Regions from separate parts of the Rattus norvegicus genome. Here region 2 is linked to region 1. Evidence: chromatin contacts called from public HiChIP or PLAC-seq data. All regions are on one chromosome and are shown on one strand. Each heading gives the region's core, a stretch centred on a gene start, on an enhancer-like site or on the middle of the called end of the contact. The rest is flanking DNA. Distances are from core to core; before and after follow the strand shown.

Region 1 (7,526 bases), core at 2,183-4,682:
GCTGGAATGGCTAACCAAAACCTGGCTAACAACACAAAGGTACATGTTTAACCGAGCCACCTGTTCAGGCCATAGAAAGAACCAATATGTGGGAAATAAAAAGGGCTGTATCAGACCACATCAAAATAATAGCAGTGGTGCATGCCTTTCATCCCAGTACTTGGGAATCCCAGCACTTGGGAATCAGACAGAACTCTGTGAGTTTGAGGTCAGCCTGGTCTACAGAATGAGTTCCAGGACAACCAGGGCTATACACTGAAACCCTCTCTTGAAAAGCAAAAGCAAAAAGAAAAAGAAAAACAAACAAAACAAAACAAAACAAAACAAAACAGACAGACAGACGGGAAGGAAGGAAGGAAGGAAGGAAGAAAGAAAGAAAGAGAGAAAGAAAGAAAGAGAAAGGAAGAAAGAAGGGGGCTTCTTCCACAGAGATCATGAGTTCAAATCCCAGCAATCACATGGTGGCTCACAACCATCTGTAATGAGATCTGATGCCCTCTTCTGGTGTGTCTGAAGACAGCAACAGTGTACTTATATATAATAAAGTGAGAAGGAGAAGGAGAAGGAGAAGGAATAGCCATGACAGGGTCCATGACCTCGAGTGCTACTGCAATAGGTATCCAACGAGTTCAAGATAGGCAGCTCTCTACTATACTGGTCAGTCCAAAAATAGCACAAGAGAATGCCAAAGACTTATTTAAAAGGATCAAGGCTAGAGGGACAAAGGAGAGCCAATGGAGTACAATTTGGACAACATGGGAACCCTGGCTGTCTCTGTTAATGGGGCCTCTTATAATGATACTGTTAGAAGCCTTATATTCCGGCTTTGCATCTTGAACACCCTGTCCAGGTTCATCAAAACTAGAGTGAGAGCAATACACCTACTCATGATATTCCAGGAGTACCACCCCGTTTCTTCAAGACAGATTCTTAAGAAGAGGGACATGAAGTAGAATAAGGTAGAAAGGCTAACAACAGGTTGTTGTCCTTAGCAACTTGATCACAGAAGCTTACACCAGTCGACTGCGACCCTTTTAAGACCACCTTGTGGTTTTAGAGTATAAAATAAAAGTGCAGCCAGCTCTGCATTCTTGAGGACCTATCCTGTGTTTGGTAAAGTTTCCAGAGACTCCTACAAGGCTACCACAGAGATTTTCTCTTCTAAAAGATCCTCCTAAGGTTAAAGTGATTGAAAAATTAAGAGAATATGATTATTTGTTTGGAATTACTTCTTTTCTGTAGTAAGTAGTAAGGATTGACCCCAGGACCTTGCACACGCTATGCAAGTTCTACCACCTGCTTATATCCCTGTTCCTCTTTCCATCTTTTTATTTTTAGACAGGTATTCACTAAGTTGCCCTAGGATTCCTTGTAGCCTGAGAAGGCTTTGAGTTTGCGATCTTTCAACCTCACTTCCTGAGTACCTGGGCTTGGAGGCCTGCACCATCCAGCCTGCCTGTGGGAACTACTTCTCCTAGGGATTATTTCTGCAGTGTGTTCTCAGTAGCATTTGGCTCAAGGACCTTCGAGTATTTTGTAATACTCCCTTCAATATTCTTCCTCATGGTGGAGAGAATCAACTCACTCCAGGATAGCCATGGAGACAGAGAATCCCAATTTCAGAAAACAAAACAAAAAGAAAACAAAGAAAGGAAGGAAGAAAGGGAGGAAGGAAGGAAGGAAGGAAGGAAGGAAGGAAGGAAAAAAGTAAGTCCTATGTTGTCTCACAATGGGAATATTTCAGAAGTCATTATACTTATTATTGATATAGGGTTTCTCAGTGTAGCTCTGTCTGTCTTGAAACTCACTTTGTGGACCAGGCTGGCCTTGAACTCAAAGAACTTCCTGCCTCTGTCTCCTCAGTGCTGGAATTAAAGGGGTGTGCCACCCCTGCCTGGCTGAGAGTGTGTTCTTTAGAGTTGATGGGAAATAGGTGATTGGAAAACTGAAAGAGAGCTGGGTAGGGCAGTACACCCCTTTAATCCAAGGTCAAGTTCAGTGTTACAGTAGCATGTGCCATTTTCTCTACTTAGCTTTACTCTTTTTAAAATTTCTCCAAAGCATGATGATGCACACTGTTAATCCCAGCATTCAGGAAACAGGTAGGCAGCAAGGCCAGCCTGGCCTACAGAACAAGTTCCAAGACAGCCAGGGCCACACAGAGGTATCCTGCATGTAAAAACAAACACAACACAACACAACAAAAATCAAGTAAAAAAGAAAATGTAAACAATATGTGAGAGGCTATATTGAAAGGTTCTGGTTTTGATGCCCAGAGCTGGGGGAAAAAAGGAGACTGTAAAGAAGTTGTGGGGAAGACATGTGCAACAGACAAGAGGGCCATTAGAAACCCCTAAATTATCTCAATATGTAATTTCACAAGATTTTCCACTGGACTGTATGTGTGTGTGTGTGTGTGTGTGTGTGTGTGTGTATGTATGTATGTATGTGCATGTATGTGTGCGAGTGTGTGTGTACTACCAAGAGAATTTTAAAATAGTTCTTATTGGAGATAGACACAGTGATGCACATCTGTAATTCTAGCCCTTGGAAAGTAGAGGCATCTTTAACTACATAATTAGTTTGAAGCCAGCTATGGTCTGCATGTTCATCCCACCTTCTCCCTAACCTTTACTTATAAAATTCATCAAAATTTATGTATTTTAAAAATGTTATTTTATATAATATATAAATAATAATGTAAATAATATAAAATTATATATAATACTATAGTGTATCATATATATACCATAGCTGTCTTCAGACACACCAGAAGAGGGCATCAGATCCCATTACAGATGGTTGTGAGCTACTATGTGGTTGCTGGGAATTGAACTCAGGACCTCTGGAAGATCAGTCAGTGCTCTTAACTGCTGAGCTATTTCTCCAGCCTTTATGCACTTTTTTTACTATGTGGGAATTGAACCAGCCTGTCTGATTTGCTAGGTAAGCACTCCATTAAAGAGCTTTGTCCTTAGTTAGGTCATGCCACGCCAGTAAGGTATGATTTAAAGTCTATATTGAAAGGAGTCTCAAGTCTGCATTTGGTTACATTTCTTTTTCCGTAACCGCAGTTTTTCCAATTTAATTCTTAGCTGGAGCGGGCCACGATAGCGCACACCTTTAATCCTAGCGCTAGGGAGGCAGAGGAAGGCGGATTTCTGAGAACCGGGACAGTCAAGGCTATAGAAAGAGTCGGTGGTGTGTTTGCGAAACCCATAGGCCAGGTTCAGCCGCAGATCCCCGTACTTTCTGAGCGCTCTCTCCAGCCTCACAAGACTTCTGACAAACACGCAAGGCACCATACCTCACGCACCGCCCATCTCTGCGTAGCCTTTCTTCGCCCTTTAGACCCTAGCGGAGCGGAAGTGACGTAGCGCGGCCGCCGGAGGTGTCGCGCGGTGTTGTGCGACCGGCTGTGTGCTGAGTGGGGCCTAGACCCGGAGCGTTACCGCTATGTCGATCGAAATCGAGTCTTCCGAGTGAGTCCTGCCGTGGCGTGTTCGCGGCGTGGCGTCGCGTAGGGTGGAGGGTGCTCGGGAGGGCGTCGGAGGAGGCTGCGCGCCGGAGGCTGCGGCCTTCAAGCACTTTCCGGGTTGGCTTCCTCTTCGGGGGGGCCCGCGAGAAATCAGCCATGGGGAGGGCCCTGGAACCCCTGGGCTGCGGCGTGGGGCTGTGCAGGGGAACACCGAGCACATCTGACTGCTGTGTTTTCCTCTGCCAGCCAGCCCTCCCTTGGCGCTGCCAGTGTGTCGCCAGTCCCCCAGCCTTCCTGTGAGGCAACTCTTCCTCCTGGTCCAAGCACCAGTTACCCTAAAGTCTCTTGGTTGCTTCTCCTATCTGATCAGATCTAGTGTGGTGTCGTGTTTAGGTTTGCAACTTGTATATAGAGAACCTCTGTGTGGACATAGAGAATTTGAATATTGGGTCCAAAGAATGATACTTAGCGAAGGCGGGGGCGATGAGGAGCCAGGTGGGCGGGGAGTGACTGATTGAAGAGGCTCTCTTGGACTCACCAGGACTTCACTCACCGCCTTTTACTTTCTGAAATGAATGTATGCTTTGATTGAGGAAGGCAGACAATAGACAAAAACAGTAAGCAAAATATGAACAGTAGCAGATGGTCAGTGTGTAGAAAGATAAAACAAAGAGTGACAAACACTGTTGGAAGGTCTAACTTAAGTCAGGTCAGGAACGGCAAAGGATTTTTTACTTTGGGGACGGCCTAATAATAGCCTTAATGACCAATCTTTGAGCCTGGAATACCCTTCTATATGAACTGCATGTTCATATGTTATTGTTACTATTAGTTTGTTGTTGTTTTGAGATGGTTTCTCTGTGTAGCCCTGGCTGTTCTGGAACTCACTCTGTAGACCAGGCTGGCCTTGAACTTAAGAGACCCACCTTTCTCGCTGTCTCTGCCTCCAGAATGCTGGTTTTCCTCTGCCAGCCACCCCTCCCTCGGCGCTGCTGGTGTGTCGCCAGTTTCCCAGCCTGCCTGTGAGGCAGCTATTCCTCCTGGTGTCTACCAGAGACTCAAGGTGGCTACCATCTCTGCTCTGCTTGTTGTCATTTTTTAATGGACCAAATTTTCCTTCAGCAATTTAGATGACTTAATTAATTAAAAAAATCTTTGGAGGCAGAGTTTCTCTGTGTCTTGGAACTCGCTCTGTCTGTAGACTAGGCTGGCCTCAGAGATCCACCTGCCTCTGCTTCCTGGATGCTGAGGATTAGGCAATATGCTACTATTGCCTAGCCAGATGACTTAAAAGTAAAAAAAAAAAAAAAAAAAAAAAAAAAAAAAAAAAAAATCAATGGCTATTATAGGCTTAAAGTATCTCAAACAAATGTCCACCTTGATTCTGTGATTTTTGGAAAGTTTCGTGGTTCCCCTTAGGCTCTGATGACTGAAGATCTCCAGACTAAATGACTTTTCTTTCTTTCAGTGTGATTCGTCTAATCATGCAGTACTTGAAGGAGAACAGTTTACATCGGGCATTGGCCACCTTACAGGAGGAAACCACTGTCTCTCTGAATACTGTGGATAGCATTGAAAGTTTTGTGGCTGATATTAATAGTGGCCACTGGGACACTGTTTTACAGGCTATCCAGTCTCTGAAATTGCCAGACAAAACCCTTATTGATCTCTATGAACAGGTAAGAACGAGACGATGTTCTTGAAGTTTTTGGTTGGTCCCTTAATTAGGAAAGATCTGTCAGCCTTTCTTCAGGCACTTGAGGGATGTAAAATGTACATCGTCAAGACTCAGCAGTGCATTTTTTCCTACCTCTTTGGAAGATTCAAGATTTTCCCAAACTGAAATTATTTCTTGGTATGGTTTTGAGGATCAGCCCCAGGGAAATTAAAATTACTTTTAGGTGGGCATTAAATGAAGGATTCTAAAGCTGAGCATGGCGGTTTGATGCCAGGTGGTTTACATAATGAGTTCCAGACCATATATATATATATGTGTGTGTGTGTGTGTGTGTATGTATATGTATATATACATATACACATATACTATGGATATATAGTAAGTAAGACCCTGTCTTAAAAAAACAAAACAAAAAAACAAAAGAGAAAACTATTCTAATATTAAATCATACAATGTGATTCAGTTCAGGCACTGACCACCTGGAATTAACACACACCACTAAGTCTGACACAGACTTCTCTTACTTCAGATCCTGGCTCTATTGTGCTGGGCTATGCAGGGGCAGGGCAGATTTCCTTAATCCGTTGAAGTTCTTAAGTTCTTTTTCTTTCTTTCTTTTTTTTTTTTTTGTTTGTTTTATTTTTGTCTTTGAGACAGGATTTCCCTCTGTAGCCCTGGCTATCCTGGAACTTGGTGTATAGATCCAGCTGGCCTCGAACTCAGATCCACCTGCCTCTGCCTCCCTCAGTGCTGGGGTTAAAGGCGTGCACCATGACACACACACACACACACACACACACACACACACACACCCACTTCATGCCACTTTAGCTTTTGGTCTACTATATTTGGTTGCTCACATGACATGCTTAAATTTGATAATCTACTAAAATGATCCATAGAACTCAAACAAACCTCTGTGTTGTGTGATTAGAATTTTATTATCAAGGACACAGATCAGAAGTAGCCAAAGGAAAAGACAGATCAAATCTGAGCGAGCCCAGAATGTAGAACTTTGGCTTTTTCCAAAAAAAGGAAAGGGGTGTGCCACCCACCTGGCAGATCCCCAGCCAGAGGCTTCTGTGGAGATTTTGTTACATAACCCAAATGATCAATATAATTTCCAGCCTTAGTCTTCATCCCCTACCCCTCCATTGGCTCTTTTCAATAGTGCTGCGGTTGTCTCAAAACCTTAACCTAATAGCATGGCTTTCTGGTAAGCAGTCCATGTTCCAAGGTATTATTGTAGCATAGATTTACACGTCTCTCAAGGGACTCCTGAGTAACATAATTTTGTTACTAGTAGAATTCTAAGGGTTTATAAGCTCCCAAACATGACCCTAGGACAGACATTGACTTATTATAAGATAACATAAAATAACATGCAGGTGTGATGATTCAAACCTTTAACCTCAGCACTTAGAGGGTGACCTGGTCTACATAGTAGGTGCCAGGCAGTCTAGGGCTGCATAGTAGTGAGACCCTAACTCAAAACAATCAAAACCAAGAAAAATAATAATAAAAAGAAAGTTAGAATTTGAAGGATGATTGGGTGGGAGGAGATTGCTAAACAGAATGTGCTGACAAATTGATTTTCTTTCTGTTGTCCAGGTTGTTTTGGAATTGATAGAGCTTCGTGAACTGGGTGCTGCCAGGTCACTTCTGAGACAGACTGACCCCATGATTATGTTAAAGCAAACACAACCAGAGCGATATATTCATCTGGAAAACCTGCTAGCCAGATCTTACTTTGACCCTCGGGAGGTATGTCCATGGTAGTTAAAAGATACCCTTTTTAATTGTGAAAATTAAGTAATGTGGCCTTGCAAAAAGAATGTTTATGGGGGTAGGAGAGATGGCTCAGTGGTTAAGAGCACTGACTCCTCTTCCAGAGGTCCTGAGTTCAATTCCCAACAACCACATGGTGGCTCACAACCATCTGTAATAGGATCCGATGCCCTCTTCTGGTGTGTCTGAAGACAGCTACAGTATACTCACATACATTAAATAAATACATTTTTTTTTTTTAAAGAATGTTTAAACTTCTTTTTGTTTGCATATATGAGCTTGGGCAGGCATACAAGTATGGGGGTCAGAAGACAACCTACAGGAGTTGTTTCTTTTCTTTTACCGTGAGATTCAAGTGCATCCTCATGCTTGGTGATAAGTACCTTTTTCCCACAGAGCCATCTCATCTACCAAAATAAGCACCATTTAATAGACGCACATAAAGACATAGTCTCTTTTGCCTTCCACTGGAGAGCTGTCAGGATACAAGAGGAGAGGGTAATAGGAACTGGGCAATAGAAAGTTCGGTTTTTGAAGAATGTGATTCTTTGGCTGTGCAAGTATTTCTGAAAGTAGAAGCAC
Region 2 (7,526 bases), core at 2,215-4,714, 210 kb before region 1:
GGCTCAGCGGTTAAGAGCACCCGACTGCTCTTCCAGAGGTCATGAGTTCAATTCCCAGCAACCACATGGTGGCTCACAACCATCTGTAAAGAGATCTGATGCCCTCTTCTGGTGTATCTGAAGACAGCTACAGTGTACTTATATATAATAAATAAATAAATCTTTAAAAAAAAAAATAAAGTTTTCTATCAAATTATATAATGTCAAAGACTTATGTCACCACGATCTTTATTACTACATGAATGCTATCTAATTAGCAGAAGAAAAATAGGTAATTCACGATTCAAGAAATTGGAAAATGATTCCATTAAGTTAGGCATCCTGGTACAAGGTTATAATCCTAGCAATTGGGAAGCTGAGCCAGGGGATTAGACTGGAGGCTAGCCTGGGGTACATAGCAAAAAACAGAAACAGGAAGGGGGGCGGGGGAGGACAGCTTACATAAGAGACACGTAATTTCAGTTACCTAAGAATCTAGGTCAACTTTCTTTACCTTGGGTAGTTTTGAACCCCTGCCATTCTTGCCTCCATATACCAAGTGCTGGGTCGTGTGCCATCAGGCTTGGTTTATTTACTTATTTAATTTGGGACAGGGTCTTATGTAGTCAAGGCTAGCCTTGATTTCTCCATGTAGCCAATGCTCATAGGCTCCTGGTCCTCTACCTCCCACGTGCTAGGATTACAGGCCCAGGCCTTAAAGCCAAGTTATATTCCTTCCATATGAAAACCGAAATACTTTAACACCAATTGCCACCAAGAAGGCAATAGCTGTAATACATGCTGGCTACTCTAGGCACTACTAGCTTTTTTCCAGTGTGATTTAATAATAATAATAATAATAAAAAAAAGACAACATCTGATTGTTACAATATCATTTTAAAATTGAAACCAAGTCATCAACAATTTCCCCAGTTTGCTACAAGCTGATTATGCCTTGCATCTAAACTCCGTGGATGATCTCACAGGCCGAGCAGTCCACAGTAATTGGGTTTTGCACAAGCACTGGGTCATAGTAATTGAAAATAAGTTGTGAACCTTTACATTTATTCTAGAGAGAGAGAATGAATACTCTGCGCTCCTAACTTTACAAACCAAACCAAGTAAACAACAGAAAAACCAAACCATATTGACCTTGCCAGCTGAAATAATACTATATGGCTACTTAAGTTGATAACGTTAAGTACTCGAAGCTTTTGCAAATTTGTCATGAAACCAAGAATACTTAGAAAACAATATGAAAGCCAGAAAGAATGGAAGGCCCCTTCCCTTTGTGATTTCAAACTGCTCTTAGAAAGGAGATGGTGCATGTGACTTACATCCGTTTTTGCTTTAAAACCCTCAGGGCTTTCTGTTTGACCATGTTCTGAGGAGAAAAACAGACGTAATTAAAACAGGGGGACCCAGACGTCAAAAGAAGTCTCCCATGTACTCAGACCCATACAGCTACTTGTTTCTTTTTCAAAATGGCAGACACAGAGGCTCCTTGAATCTACTCTTCTTCTTCAAGCTTCGAGCGCAGATAATGCTAAGGCCCAGTTGGTATGTCTCAGCGCCCTTTGCACCCCACTCTCTGTACCCTGAATTCCTCTTCCTTTTCCTAGGCATTTTATTTCCACTTCCACCCCAACAACACACACTGTGTATAACCAGTTGCTTTCCATATAAATATAACATGTTCAACCACTATCGTGTCCTCATGTTAGAAACAATTTACAGCAGCTATCCAACCTCTCCCTTTCAGAATCTGAGGACCTCTACACCATCCTTGGTTCATACTGTTAATAAGCTATGGAAGTGGAAAAAAAAAAAAAACAAGACAGCTATATATCCACAGTCTATTAAGTAGTGACAGTATTAGAGCACTGACCTTACATGTTATCTCTCCTAACCTGGGTAACCTGACACACCCGGACTCTGAGCACAACCAAGCTCTCCCCTCCAGAGTCAGGTCCTTTCGGTAGAGTGTGCTGATTCCCAGTACCTGTGATCAGCACCTTCTACCTTCCACATTAAAACCCAGCCTCCCTCTTGAATTATGGCTGCACTCTCTGTTCCCTGAAGAATAGGTATTTTCTCTTTACCAGACTGTGTGAAAAAAAAATTTTTTTTTGTATCCTTCAGCATTCCCTACACAGTACTTCCTACAACAGTTGTCACCAACCTTACCTTAGCAGGACCCTCTCTCATCTTCTTGATTTGGTCCTTATATTTCACCAGTTCAGCATCCAACCGGGAAATCTTTTTGTCAATGGATTCTGCCCTGCTATCCACCTTAGAGGAAAATGTCACATGTAGTGGTAATTATTATAATATGTTTACACAAAAAGGGGCAGGAGAAGAGGAAGGAATATAGAAAAGAAAACAAAAGGAGCAATAGAGCAAAAGGCAGAAAATAGTGGTTTTCTTAAGGGTGGGGAATTCCATCCAGGACCATTGGAGGGTTTTCATAAACTCTCTCCCACCTCCCAGATTCTGATATGGCAGAGGAAAACAATTTAGGAATCGCTCGGCTGGTTGAGATTTCCCAAGTGGGAGACTAGTCAGTTTGGGACTCAGCATGAAGGTGTGTAAAATGAAGCAATCAACACAGGCTATGGTGAGATCTAATGCCATCTCCGAGATCAGGTTTCATCTGGAGGGGCCAAGATTCAGAATTTTGTGCTACTCAGATTCAGAACTAAGGTACAGCTATATTAACCCTGACATGGGCAAGGAAAGAGGAATGAAAAAAAAAAAGATTTTTAAAAGGCCAGGTTAGACGAAAGGGGGCGTAGTGACCTAGGAAAGGTAGGTTGAAATGTGAGGACCAAAGCGAGAAAGGGGTGGGGCACAGTGGGCAGCGGAAAGAGCTAAGTGCAGTAAGGATGAGAGAATGATGAGATTAGAGTGTCTGGTTTGTGGGGTCAGGAATGACCTGGAAAACAGGGATGACAGGGATGGGGAAGAAGACTGAGGTTTAATGGGCCCGAACCAGGAATGGGGTGGAGTACGAATTCGGAATAGGTGGGTCGGAGTGTCAGAGGTATACAAATTCAAATGCCCACCGTCCCAATGCAGTCAGTCAGGCTAGGTGGCGGAGCCTTGGGTTTCGCTTTTCCGAAGAATCGGTTCATCTCGGCCGGCGGCGAGGAAACCCAAACACTGGAGAAATACCAGAAACGGAAGCGTAGTCGCTCCGGTTTCAATTTCCGGCCCCCCCCATGCGCAAGCGCAGAGTACTCGCTGGAGTTTCCCGATCCTTTTTCCGGGTTTTCAGCTCCTCCTTCCGGAGAAGGAGCGCGGAGCTCTGGGAGAGGTGGAAAGACTTCTGGAGGTGGGGCTTATGAGGAAGGATAGGGCGGTGCCTTGGCGGAGTGGGTGGGGCTTAGACGCGGCTGGGCGGATAGGGCGGGGCCTGAAGCAGGAGTCATTCCGAGGGCGTGGCGAGTAGATGGGGCGGAACTGGTGAGTAGTGGGGCGGGGTTGCAAGACTGCGCGCCCCGTTGCCTCCGCTGCTCCGTGAACAAACGCGGGCCTGGCGGATCGCGGCGGCGCGCGGCGACCGCGAGGCGACCAGGAGCCGCTGGGACCCCGGCTGCGCGCCCCTCGGTCGGCCCGGGAGACGCGCCAGTCGGAGTCCCGGGCCGAGCGTGGCTTGCCTCCCTCTCAGCGTTCATCTGTCCGCAGTGCAGCCAGCGGGCATGACCGATCCACCAGGGGCGCCGCCTCCGGCGCTTGCAAGCCGCGGGTGAAGAAGAAAGTCCGGCCCCGCTCTTCTCAGAGCGAGAAGGTAGCTCACAGCAAGGAGTTGACTAGAAGTAAGAAGTTGACCCGCAGCAAGAAAGTGACCGGGACCCAGGAGGCGACCCAAGTAGAGGAGGTGACCACGATCGAGGAGGCGACCCAGACCGAGGAGATTACGGTAGCGGAAGAGGTGACCCAGACCGAGAACATGGCCCAGACCGAGGAGATGGTCCAGACGGAGGAAATGGAACCACCCACACTCAGCGTGGTCGTCACCCACAGTGAGCGCCAAGGAGGGTTCCGTAGATCGGATTGGGATCTGTGGGTTTGGCCACGTGTAGTCCTGGGGAAAGAAAACATGGGAATGTTTTGGCTTAAGGCTGGTGTCAGGACATATTTCAGTGTGGCCGGTTTGTTATGTCCTAGGACACTTATTGGATCCTCTAAATGGAAGTAAAGTTCAGTGTGTGAGTAATCGCGAGTCTTTGTGTCAGGCTCGTATTAGGCCTTCTTGTGTGTAGAACTTAAGTGGTTCCGGACATCCATTCCTGTAGAGAGTACAAACTTGGTGCTGGATCCGGCTGTCATAGAACCACAGGTTCAATGGGCCACGAGTCCAAGAGTTATTTTCTGGACACCTGGCTAAATCAACACAGAACTAAAAACTTTGGGAAGTACACGAGAAAGCTGAAACCTTGAGATTTCCTTAGAGTCAGTCAGGAAAGACTAACAAACTTTGCCATTAAACCGTGGTTCTATATCCAGCAGTTTGAGATGAGCTAGCACACTCTCTCTCTGTCTCTCTCTCTCTCTCTGTCTCTCTCTCTCTCTCTCTCTCTCTCTCTCTCTCTGTCTCTCTCTCTGTCTCTCTTTCTCTCTCTCGATTTCTTTTCTTTTTTTTAAGATTTACTTACTTATTATATATAAGTACACTGTGGCTGTCTTCAGACACACCAGAAGAGGGCACCAGATCTCATTACAGGTGGTTGTGAGCCATCATGTGGTTGCTGGGATTTGAACTCAGGACCTCTGGAAGAGAGCAGTCAGTGCTCTTAATCACTGAGCTATCTCTCCAGCCCAAGCCTCTTGATTTCTGGTCTGTGAAGCACAGCTAGAGAACTAGGGCTCCTTCTGACCCTTGACTGTCAAGGAGAGCAGTCTAAAGGTAGACTTGCACTCCACTTACTTAGAAAGAATTGGTAAACAATTCAAAACAAAACAAAACAAAACAAAAAAGCCCTCTGTCATTTGATTGGTTTCATTCACTTATCTTTACTGAGCATTAACTATGTTGTACTTAGGTGTGCCCACTATGAAAGACTTGGAGGAAAACAGCCCCTTGCTGGTGACATCAGGGTAAACAAGACTAATGCCACAGAGACAATAGGACAGCCAGGCCACAGGAGGCAGGCAACTTGTGATGGAAAAGTGTGGGCTTTGGAACCAGCTGGATGCTGAGGTCAAATTCTGACTCAACAGCTCAACGGTTGAAGGTTTCCCCGAGAGAGTCTTAATTAGACTCATTGCTGCTTTATAACAGTGTCCTGAGTGTTTTGAGATTGTGCACAGAACGAGTCTTGTACAGTTTATTGTGTATAGTTGCTTAAGGAGTCAGCCATCATTGAAATAGCATTTTTATGTTAGAGGAAGCAAACCCTCAGGAAGGTCACAAAGACAAGCTTTGTAATAGGTAGTCTATGGGTAGAGGCAAGTGTGACCCTAACTTGGGTAACCTGACAACGCTTGGACTCTGAGCACAACCAAGCTCTCCCCTCCAGAGTCAGGTCTTTTTGGTAGAGCGTGCCGATTCCCAGTATATGCTTCTGGACATGTGATCAGCATCTTCTGCCTGGCTGAATTCAGTCCTCAGCTCCATAAGAAAGCAGCAGCTTATATTTAGGCTTATGGGAAAGAGCTGTCTTCACTGAATGCTTTTCTTTCTCCAGGCAATGAGAGGTATGACCTTCTTGTTACCCCACAGCAAGGTAACAGTGAGCCAATTGTCCAAGACCTGGCTCAGCTTGTTGAAGAGGCCACAGGAGTTCCACTACCTTTTCAGAAGCTCATATTTAAGGGTAGGTGTTCTCATTCATCTTGAGTACTTATGGCTAAAGAACTTTTTTATTTTATTTTATTTATTAGTTTTTTCATGACAGTGTTGCTCTGTGTAGCCCTGGCTGTCCTAGAACTCAATCTGTAGACCAGGCTGGCCTTGAACTCTCAGGGATCCTCCTGCCTCTGCTTCTGGGAGTGCTGGGGTTAAAGTCCCTTCCTGCAAAGGGCGGATTTTTTTTTTTTTTTTTTGGTTCTTTTTTTTCGGAGCTGGGGACCGAACCCAGGGCCTTGTGCTTCCTAGGCAAGCGCTCTACCACTGAGCTAAATCCCCAGCCCCAAAGGGCGGATTTTTAAACTGCTTTTAAACCTGATGGTGACTTTCAGTTTAATGTGTGTGAGTGAATGTTTTGCCTGCTTACGTGTCTGTGTACCGTGTGTGCCGTGTCCAGGAAGACTGGGAGAGGATGTCAGCTCCTCTGGAACTAGGATTCTAGAGGGTTCTGAGCCACCATGTGAGTGCTGGAGCCTGGTCCTCTGCAAGAGCAGCAAGTGCTCTTAACCACTGAGCCATTTCTCCAGCCCCTGTCTTCCAGTGTTCAAACCAGAACCGTTTTCTTTCATTTGTCTGTTCAACTTGTTAAGGAACTACTCTACACTAGACTTTGCAAAATCTGGATGAACATCAGATCCGAAGTAACATGGCGACAGAATTGTCAAGATTTTTTTAGAAAAATAATTTATGAGTGCACTGTAGCTGTTCTCAGATGTACCAGAAGAGGGCATCGGATCTCATTACAGGTGGCTGTGAGACACCATGCGGTTGCTGGAAATTGAACTCAGGACCTCTGGAAAAACAGTCTTAACCAATGAGCCATCTCCCCAGCCTAATTGTCAAGATTTTTGAGGAAATATATGGACAGTTTTCTCTGGCTAGAATCCTTTCTTCATTGTATGTTCATGTGTTTCCTACTACTTCTGCAGGAGCGTTGAAGTTACTGTGAAGTTGCCTACTGTTCAATTTCTGTTGTATGATAACAGAGATCCTGCTGTTGCTGGTACTTGTCACTGTGCTGATTAGAGAGGTTTCAAGCAAATGGAGTGGGAGCCCGGATGGGCAGAGTACATCAAATGATGTCAATGGTGCTGAGGCACTGGCTCCTCCCCACCTAGCTTCTGCCTTCTTACTACCATAGGAACCCAGTATTTTGGCTCGTGATAGGCCTGGATCCATCTCGTTAGGTTTCCGTCACTGTAAAGAATTTAATAACAAGCATTATGGCAGTGGTAGAGCTTTTGACTGGAGTTATAGCATTTTTAGTTGTATTTCGTACTATATAGATCTTTGCCTTTTTTTTCCTGGGTGGGAGAGTGGTGGGTTCTTACAGCCCAAGCTGTCTTGGAACTGGCTGTGTAATATACACTGTCAGGCCCTGTGTCTTTTTCTTTTTGAAACATTCAATTCCCGAATTTGAATTTTACCTTTCAAAACTGAGTGTTGCAGCACACGCCCATAACCCCAGGATTCTGGAAACTAAGACCAGCTCCATGCCAACTGGGGCAATAGAGTCAGGCTCTGTCAGAGAGAAGGGAGTGGGGAAGCATGGAGGGAAAGGAGAAGGAAGGAGAAAGGAAAGAAGCGAAGCTCAAGTTTCGAAATAGAAAAGCGAAAGAAGAAAATGTTCTTCTGAGGGGTTGGGGATTTAGCACAGTGGTAGAGCGCTTGCCTAGCAAGCGCAAGTCCCTGGGTT

Evidence for each region. HiChIP or PLAC-seq counts read pairs in DNA pulled down with a chosen protein or histone mark.
Region 2: a contact with region 1 is called in an H3K27ac HiChIP or PLAC-seq map of oligodendrocytes, with 4 times the contacts expected there. The contact joins the promoter of Bag1 here to the promoter of Smu1 in region 1. A contact is called at or near these places in 4 of 12 Hi-C or Micro-C datasets (the A7r5 cell line, the Rat2 cell line, Schwann cells and 1 more) and 1 of 1 datasets of contacts at active chromatin or transcription factors (oligodendrocytes).

The regions. Positions count from the first base shown.
Region 1 is chr5:60,667,157-60,674,682 of GRCr8, reverse strand. Smu1 (SMU1, DNA replication regulator and spliceosomal factor) reads left to right here and starts at 3,432. Exons shown (of 12, transcript NM_057195.1): 1 at 3,432-3,482; 2 at 4,947-5,157; 3 at 6,768-6,920. The coding sequence starts at 3,457.
Region 2 is chr5:60,872,997-60,880,522 of GRCr8, reverse strand. Bag1 (BAG cochaperone 1) reads left to right here and starts at 3,464. Exons shown (of 7, transcript NM_001106647.3): 1 at 3,464-4,004; 2 at 5,670-5,798. The coding sequence starts at 3,515. It overlaps Chmp5 (charged multivesicular body protein 5), which reads right to left and starts at 3,154. Exons shown (of 8, transcript NM_001025410.1): 1 at 3,045-3,154; 2 at 2,167-2,271; 3 at 1,317-1,363. The coding sequence starts at 3,113.